Linked DNA regions of Mus musculus: regions 2 and 3 are each linked to region 1. A link is a contact called in public HiChIP or PLAC-seq and promoter capture Hi-C data. All regions are on one chromosome and are shown on one strand. Each heading gives the region's core, a stretch centred on a gene start, on an enhancer-like site or on the middle of the called end of the contact. The rest is flanking DNA. Distances are from core to core; before and after follow the strand shown.

Evidence for each region. HiChIP or PLAC-seq counts read pairs in DNA pulled down with a chosen protein or histone mark. Capture Hi-C pulls out chosen DNA fragments and counts their contacts.
Region 2: a contact with region 1 is called in a FOXA1 HiChIP or PLAC-seq map of pancreatic cancer cells. The contact joins the enhancer-like site here to the promoter of Ogg1 in region 1. A contact is called at or near these places in 2 of 39 promoter capture datasets (embryonic stem cells and fetal liver), 3 of 115 datasets of contacts at active chromatin or transcription factors (effector CD8 T cells, embryonic stem cells and pancreatic cancer cells) and 2 of 9 other capture datasets (adipose tissue and liver).
Region 3: a contact with region 1 is called in a promoter capture Hi-C map of adipose tissue. The contact joins the promoter of Irak2 here to the promoter of Ogg1 in region 1. A contact is called at or near these places in 1 of 39 promoter capture datasets (erythroid cells), 1 of 115 datasets of contacts at active chromatin or transcription factors (pancreatic cancer cells) and 2 of 9 other capture datasets (adipose tissue and liver).

Annotation. Positions count from the first base shown.
Region 1 is chr6:113,325,580-113,328,448 of GRCm38.p6, forward strand. Ogg1 (8-oxoguanine DNA-glycosylase 1) reads left to right here and starts at 1,397. Exons shown (of 7, transcript NM_010957.4): 1 at 1,397-1,783; 2 at 2,786-2,869. The coding sequence starts at 1,647.
Region 2 is chr6:113,673,929-113,676,797 of GRCm38.p6, forward strand. Irak2 (interleukin-1 receptor-associated kinase 2) reads left to right here. Exons shown (of 13, transcript NM_172161.4): 7 at 1,703-1,817; 8 at 2,659-2,768. Among named protein-coding and RNA genes, the nearest start is that of Tatdn2, 22 kb to the right of the region's middle. Within about 2 kb of position 1,488, at least 63 of the 459 cell types and tissues checked have an H3K27ac peak or open chromatin away from gene starts, as enhancers often do. A contact at or near this core is called in pancreatic cancer cells, where this site is marked.
Region 3 is chr6:113,637,072-113,639,940 of GRCm38.p6, forward strand. It overlaps Irak2 (interleukin-1 receptor-associated kinase 2), which reads left to right and starts at 1,396. Exons shown (of 13, transcript NM_172161.4): 1 at 1,396-1,570. The coding sequence starts at 1,477.

The sequences.
Region 1 (2,869 bases), core at 147-2,646:
CATGCAACCTTGGCGTTTTTCCTAACTTAAAGTCTTGTTGGAGAGAATGCCTTCTCAGTGCCAGGCACCTGTAAGGTGACATGCCTTTAGATGAGGTAATCACAGTAAAACATGGATGCTGAGAGCCTTACAGCTACTGCTTAATGAAACTGAGACAAAAGACCCAGTTTGTTTGATGTTGGTTAATAGTGTTCTAGCAGGTGTGCTGTGCCTTTCTGTAGACACACACACACACACACTAATCAGCATCCAGCCCTGCCCTTGAGTCTGTAGTCCAATAATTTAGGCACAACCCGAAAATTTCTCTGCTTGATGGAAAATGCCCTAGTGTGTCAAACTAGTGTCCGAAGTTCATGTTTCTTTCTTTCTTTTTTTCTTTTCTTTTTTTGTTTGTTTTTGGAGACAGGGTTTCTCTGTGTTGCCCTGGCTGTCCTAGAACTCACTCTGTAGACCAGGCTGGCCTCAAACTCAGAAATCTGCCTGCCTCTGCCTCCCAAAGTGCTGGGATTAAAGTCATGCGCCATAACTGCCCGGCTGAAGTTCATATTTCTTAGCCTAAGCATTCTTTTTTTGTCTTAAAAAATTATAAATGATATAGTCCTTTTTGGAACAAGGTGGCTGGTGCTGGTTGTGTTGGTCCCTTAGGCTGCCTAGAGCCACACACTGGCATTTGGACGGAGTGAACTCCAAAGAAAGCCCATCTCTCCACGCTCGGACTGGAGCGGGTAGCTGTGCCGCAGGCTGTAGCCAGGGCGAGCAAACCTGAGACTGGCCTCTGAAGCCTGGGAAGCCCGAGATGGCGCATTCGGGGCCTCCTGACAAGACGTGGAGGGGACAGCGCTGAAAAATCACTGCCTCAGAAGAGGCTCGGTGGAGAAAGGCTTGAGCAGGGGAGGATGAGATTCTTTCGGTTTATTTCTTGAGACAGAGTCTCGCCATGAAGCCCAGCCTAGTTAAGCTTCAAACGTGCCTCCCGCCTCTGCCTACCGAGTTCTGGGACGACCGGTGTGTACCACTACGCCCCGCAATGATGTGGCTCCAGTGCGGGCCAGCACGAGAAGTTGCAGGCAGGCCCTGAGATTGCACCGAAAGCCCTGAAATGGCAGAGCCGGGTCTCTGGCAGCCAATCGCCAAGCAGCGAGGCCAGCAGGCCAACCGCTCCCACCTCACAGGCCCGCCCACTCCGGCACTCCCGAGTTCTCATTGGTGCTTCGTACTTTCTTCTCGGATTGGCTACCTCTAGGGTCAAATAAGCGGGAGCAAGGATCTACTTCCGGTGGGAGTAAACTGGGACCCGGAAGAACCATACTGGCGCGCCTTTCCAAACCTCGAGGGCTGCGCAGGAGGAGGAGGCGCGCGCCGGGAGGTCCTGGGGGCGGGGCCACGTCCGGAGGAAGAGGCGGGGCGTGCTGCACGGGAGAGCGGAGTGGGGCGTTTAGGGGTTTGGTGGTGTGCGAGAGGCTTTCCTACGAGGAGAGGGAAATTCATTCAACAGGGACTCAAATTAAAATTACACCGGACCCATAAGCTAGGACCCACGGTGCTACACTCCCGGTGTGTGTGGTCACTTGTGTGCGAGGCTTTAGGACTTGGGAAAGTCGAGTTCTGATTGGACAGTGCCGTAATGGGCTGGGGCTGCTAGCCGAATGTTATTCCGTTCCTGGCTGCCTAGCAGCATGAGACATCGCACCCTAAGCTCCAGCCCGGCCCTCTGGGCCTCTATCCCGTGTCCACGCTCTGAGCTGCGTCTGGACTTGGTTTTAGCTTCTGGACAGTCCTTCCGGTGAGTGACTGCACTTGGGAGGACTGTTCCCTAGGATGTTGACTTCTCAGTGCTGCCCACTCGGGATACAGAGAATGTTGGGAGCAATAGATGAGAGTACATTTTGGAGTCTAAGCACCGGTGGTTTGCCTTTTAACCTTCTTTAGGAAGTAGAGGTGATGACTGTGCAGGATTATGAGGACCATGCAATAAAAATCAGTGGGGGAAGCTGAGGGATGCACTCAGTAATAAGAGTGCTTGCTTTTCACGCACTTGGCTCTTGGTTCAATCCCCAGTACCGCTTCTTTTTTATTTTTAAGATGAAAACTACACCGGGGGTGGTGGCACACGCCTTTAATCCCAGCACTCGGGAGGCAGAGGCAGGTGGATTTCTGAGTTTGAGGCCAGCCTGGTCTACAAAGTGAGTTCCAGGACAGCCAGGGCTATACAGAGAAACCCTGTCTCGAAAAAACAAACAAACAAAAAGATGAAAACTAGCGGGGGGGGGGGGGGGGGCGGCTGGAGAGATGGCTCAGTGGTTAAGAGCACTGACTGCTCTTTTGGAGGTCCTGAGTTTAATTCCAAGCAACCATATGGTGGCTCACAACCATCCATAATGAGATCTGATGCCCTGTTCTGGTGTGTCTGAAGACAGGGACAGTGTCCTTACATATAAATAAATAAATAAATAAATAAATCTTAAAAAAGAAAGAAAGAAAGAAAACTAGCCGGGCAGTGGTGGCACATGCCTTTAATCCCAGCACTTGGCAGGCAGAGGCAGGCAGATTTCTGAGTTTGAGGCCAGCCTGGTCTACAGAGTGAGTTCCAGGTCAGCCAGGGCTACACAGAGAAACCCTGTCTCGGGGAAAAAGAAAGAAAAGAAAGAAAGAAAAAGAAAGAAGACATACCACTTTTATTTATAACTAATTAGTCAGTTTACAGGTGGGACATTTGTAAAACAGAAAGGACCTTAACGAGTTCAAGATGGGTAACGATGCTAGGGTTGTCTGTTGGGGTGCCCAGGTGGAAGGAGCAGAGCCCTGCTCACTGGAGTGGCGTGCTGGCAGATCAAGTATGGACACTGACTCAGACGGAGGACCAGCTCTA
Region 2 (2,869 bases), core at 238-2,737, 350 kb after region 1:
CCAGGCTGGCCTTAAACTCACCAAGATTTACCTGCCTCTGCCTTCCAAGTGCTGGGATTAAAGGTGTGAGCTACTACACCTGGCTTATTTTATTTTTTAGAGACTAGGTTTTACTATGTAGCCTGGTTGGCTTGGAACTCTCTCTGTCGACCAGGCTGGCCTCAGACTCACAGAGATCCATCTGCCTCTGCCTTCTAAGTGCTGGATTAAAGGTGTGGGCCACTACAGTTGGCCTGGCTTTTATTATATTTTAAAATGGTTGAAACAAATCTAAAGGATAGCTCATGGTCCATGGATACAAGATGACATAAAATAAAGTTTTATTGGTATACGGCTGTGTTTTCCAGTGTTCACAGTGTCTATGACTCCTTCTGGGCTGAACACACAGTAGGGCACTTGCTGTAGTCTACAGTTTGTGGAGAACACATGTTTTCTAACTCACTCTTTATTCTACAAGCTGGCTGGAGATGTAGTCAAGCACAGATAAGGCCCTGAGTTCTAGTCCTAGCAACTCCCCATCCCACTGCCCCACCCCCCAATATTACAGGGGTAAAGTAAGAAAGCCTCCAATCTGTTCACTGCTGCGAGGTGTGGTCTTGTCACCCCAGCACTTGAAATGCTGAGGCAGGAAGGCTGCACACCAAAGGCTTCCCATCCCAGAGCTGACGGGAGCTTGGGGAGGGACGAGGACAGTCAGGGACTGAGACATGTCCTAGCTTTGTCACCATACCTAGCTAGTTTGTCATTTCTAAATGCCTTCTTCATAGGAGATAACACACATGAGTGTAAACATGTAGACACTCATTCAATGGAGATCAGACATGTGCCCTTGCTTCAACTCTGTGTTCTCATAGATAGGCTCAGTGGCTATTCCTCCACTCATTAGTTTAGTAGCCCAGGCTATACCAGGTTAGAGGGAGAGCTCACTTGAAACCAAGTAGCTCCTGCCTCCTAGTGCATGCAGGACGGACAGGCGTGCAAAGCTAGTGAATGAGACAGGTGTGAAGTAGGGCACGGGAACGCAGCATGACCTGGCACAAGGCCATCTGTAGTTGCCCTTCGAGGTAGCCTGGGCTGTGGCCACAAGAAGGAGATGGAAAACTGTGTGTAACGACTGTGTGATGGGGCTGGAGAGATGGCTCAGTGGTTAAGAGCACTGACTGTGCTTCTAGAGGTCCTGAGTTCAATTCCCAGCAACCACATGGTGGCTCATCACCATCTGTAATGGGATCCCATGCCCTCTTCTGGTGTGTCTGAAGACAGCAACAGTGTACTCACATACATGACACAAATAAATAGATCTTAAAAAAAAACAAAACAAAACAAAAACAGTGGGTGGTGATTAATGAGGCAAGAGGTTTCTGGGAGGCAGAAGAGAAGTGTCCTTTCCCAGGTAGACACGTGGATGGTTCACATGTGGAGCATGAGATGTGGCTAGAGTCATGAGGAGAGCCAAGAGGAGAAAGGTGACTCATAACCCTGAGGCGGGTGTGGTGGCCTCTAGCAGGTTCTTCATCTTTCAGCCTTTTCCCAGAAGTGGGTTGGGGATGGTGCCAGACTGCACAGCAGGGAAATAGGGTGAGGCCACCAGGGACCAGAGCCTGTGGCGGCTGGGAGGTAGCGGGTGGTCTGAGCCAGGAAGTGGGGTCTGCCTGTGGCTCTTGCTCTTTCATGCCTGACTGTGCACTTGTGCTGGGTTCAGATGCTGCCACGCGAACGTCCTACCTCTGCTGGGTTTCTGCACTGGAAGACAGTTCCACAGCCTCATCTACCCCTACATGGCAAATGGCTCTCTGCACGACAGACTCTGGGCTCAGGTAAACCAGTGGCTGTAGTCACAGGACGGAACAGATAGCTCTTGCCTAGGAGTCAAGTTAAGGACTTCAAAGAGTGTAAACTTTTTTGAAAGCTTATAAAAGCTTCAATATAGATATCAATGTATCCTTTATTTCATTTTATTTTTATTTATGATTTTTTTTGGGGGGGGGAGGACAAGATCACCAGTAGCCAGGTTAGCCTCAAACTTGCTATATGGTAGACAGTGACCTTGAAGTTCTGGTCCTCCTGTCTTTACTTCCTGAGTGCTAGGAGTACAAGCATGTGCTACCATGCCTGGTTTGTGCAGCGCTGGGGAATGAAGTCCAGGACCTGGATAGGAGCAGACAGCTTAAACTGAACTCTGTCCCCAACTGCTCTCCTAGTCTTTATAATGCTAAGATCAAATCCAGGACTTCCGGTCCATTTCATATCCAAGGAGACAAAAGCTCAGAGGCTTCAAGCGTCTTCCCAAAGTCACACAGCAGGAGTGTGTCTGATCTTGGAATTTCAAGTAGCTCTGTTTGATACAAATAATATCACCTCAGCCGGGCGTGGTGGCGCACGCCTTTAATCCCAGCACTCGGGAGGCAGAGGCAGGCGGATTTCTGAGTTTGAGGACAGCCAGGGCTAAACAGAGAAACCCTGTCTCGAAAAACAAAACAAACAAAATAATAATAATAATAATAATAATAATAATAATAATAATAATCACCTCAAGGTAGTACATCACACTGGCTGAGCCCCGTGACCAAGGATGGGTTCGAAGCAGTCCGAGAACAGACTATAAAGACTTTAGGATGGTTCAGGAGTGACCCTTTTTATACCTTCTCTTTCTCTTAGGGCAACTCAGACATGCTGCCCTGGCCACAGCGGGCCAGCATCTGCTCAGGGCTGCTTCTAGCCGTGGAGCACCTGCATAGCCTGGACATCATCCACAGCAATGTTAAGAGGTGAGAGGGCGGGCTGGAGAGATGGCTCAGTGGTTAAGAGCACTGACTGCTCTTCCAGAGGTCCTGAGTTCAGTTCACAGCAACCACGTGGTGGCTCACAA
Region 3 (2,869 bases), core at 146-2,645, 310 kb after region 1:
TGAGTTCAAGGTCAACCTGGTCCACACCCAGAGCTACACAGAAAATAAATTTAAAATGAGCCTTTTGTTTTTGTTTTGTTTTTCAAGACAGCCACCGAGGGCTAAAATGAACTTCTTTAAGTTTTTAAATTTATTTTACTTTGTGTGTACAAGTGTTTTGACTGCATGTATGTCTATACACCATGTGCATGCCTGGTCCCCAAGGACGTCAGAAGGTATCGGATCCCTTGGAACTAGAGATAGGGATTCTTGTGAGCTGCCACGTTGGTGTTAGGAACTGCTTTTCCAAAAGTAGTAAGGGCTCTCAACCACTGAACCACTTCTCCACCCCACCTCCTCAAATAGGAACTTTTTTTAAAAAAAAGATTTATTTATTTATTATATACAAGTACACTGTAGCTGTCTTCAGACACCCCAGAAGAGGGCATCAGATCTCATTACAGATGGTTGTGAGCCATGTGGTTGCTGGGATTTGAACTCAGGACTTCTGGAAGCACAGTGCTCTTAAATGCTGAGCCATCTCTCCAGCCCGAAATATGAATTTTTTTATTGACATGAAAACTATTTGTTATTGCCTTTTATTATTGTTTTTTTTTTTTTTCCGAGATAGGTTTCTCTGTGTAGCCCTGGCTGTTCTGGAACTCATTCTGTAGACCAGGCTGGCCACCAACTCAGAGATCCTACTGCCTCTGCCTCCTGAATGCTAGGATTAAATATGTTCACCACCAACTGCGAGTTTACTTTTTTTTTTTTTTTTTTTTGATTTTTCGAGACAGGGTTTGTCTATGTAGCCCTGGCTGTCCTAGAACTCACTTTGTAGACCAGGCTGGCCTCGAACTCAGAAATCCGCCTGCCTCTGCCTTCCGAGTGTTGGGATTAAAGGCGTGCGCCACCACGCCCGGCGCGAGTTTACTTTTTAATTTAAAAAAGTCTCACTTTGTAGTCCCTTTGGCCTGCCTTGGAACTCAGTGTGTGTGCAACCAGACTGGCTTCGAACTTGTGACTGTCCTCCAGCCTAAGAGCTGAGGTTACAGGTGTGTCACCTACCCAGATCACTTTTAAATTGTTCAGCACAAGGTTTGATTCGTTCCTTCTGTCCACACTGAAGGCAAAATCTCTTGGTTTTCTCCGCTTAAGTCTCTCCAGTACCTGTTATATGAGCGCATTTTAGGAGGCTGTGGAGGTCAAGTTAGCCAGCCTCAGGGAGTGCTTTGGAACTCTGGATTGTAGGATGCCTTTCCCAGGCCCTTGGTCTACTCCTGACACTGGTCCAGGGGTCGGGTGGCATGTGCTACTGAATGCCACTGGGAGGCGCTCGCTTGCCCGCTCTCGGCCATAGCTTGGGTGGAGCGTGACACCGCGCTTGGCCGCTCGGGGGAGCTTGCTCGCTTACCCAGTGGGGCCGCGGGCAGCGCCGCCCTTTACTAGGGAAGTCGCGGCCCTCCGCCACAGGCTCAGTCGCCAGGCAGTCTCGCCATGGCTTGCTACATCTACCAGCTGCCGTCCTGGGTGCTGGACGACCTGTGCCGCAATATCGACACGCTCAGTGAGTGGGACTGGATGCAGTTCGGTGAGTGACACTACTTACTCTGAGCCAGGACCCGAGATAGACAGACAGATCCACGCCCCCCCACCCCCACCCCGCCCCGTGTTACCTGAGGCCGGGGATTCCTGTGTAGAACGCTGCTGCTTTGCTTTACTTTGCAGAACGAGCTGGAGCTGCCTATGAAGTTGCTTATAGCCTAGGGTGGTCTGCTCACTATGTAGCTTCTTGGCGAGTTTTGGCTGTCTGTATGCTTGTAGAGCTGTTACCAGGGCTGTGATCTACCTTGCAGCCTGTGGTATCTGGGGCCACCCTCCTAACTTCCCTGAAACTTGCCTTAATCTATAAACTGCAGCTGACAAGGGTAGATTCTTTATACAGTTGTAAAAATAAAATAGTGTCAACCGGGCAGTGGTGGCGCACGACTTTAATCCCAGCACTTGGGAAGCAGAGACAGGTGGATTTCTGAGTTCGAGGCCAGCCTGGTCTACAGAGTGAGTTCCAGGACAGCCAGGGCTAAACAGAGAAACCCTGTCTCAAAAGACCAAAATAAATAAATAAATAAAATAAAATAAAATAAAATAGTGTCAAAGAATGTACCTTCCCTACCTTAGTGTCGTCATTCTGTGGCATATTTTCCATTCTTATTATTTTGAGACAGGGTCACCCAGTGTAGCCCTGGTACTTGCTTTGTAGATCAGGCTGGCCTGGAACTAACAGAGCTCTACCTGCCTCTCCTGCTGGAATACTGAGTTAAAGGTGTAGTCCACCATTCCTGGCTAGTCATTTATTTTTCTGCAGTGAGGGAACTTTGATCCTAGGGCCTCGTGCCTGTTAGAAAAGTCACACTACCACTGAGCCATAGTCCAGGTGACGTTCTTGGACTTTTGAGACCTGTTTTTCGTTTGTTTGTTTGTTTGTTGTTGTGTTTTTTAATGTAGCCCATGTTGCCTTGGAATTTGTCATTGTCCTGTCTCAGCCTCCTAAGTGTGGGATTATAAATTTGAATCTCTTGTATTTGTGGGGTAGGGGGTGGGGTGGGAAGGAATAAGGGGCTCATGTAGCTCAGGCTAGCCTTGGATGCCCTGGAACTTCTGACCCTCTCACTTCCATTTTGGAATACTGGGATTGCAGGCTCAGCTTATGTGGTGCTGGAGATGGAACCCAGGAAAGCACTATACACTAAGTGTGGAATAGCCCCGCTACCTTATTCCTGTAGGTCAAACGCACATAGGAACAGTGGGTAAAGGCAGTGTAACTGTTGCCACTTAATCTCCTTTTGTTTTTTCAAGACAGGGTTTCTTTGTGTAGCCCTAGCTGTCCTAC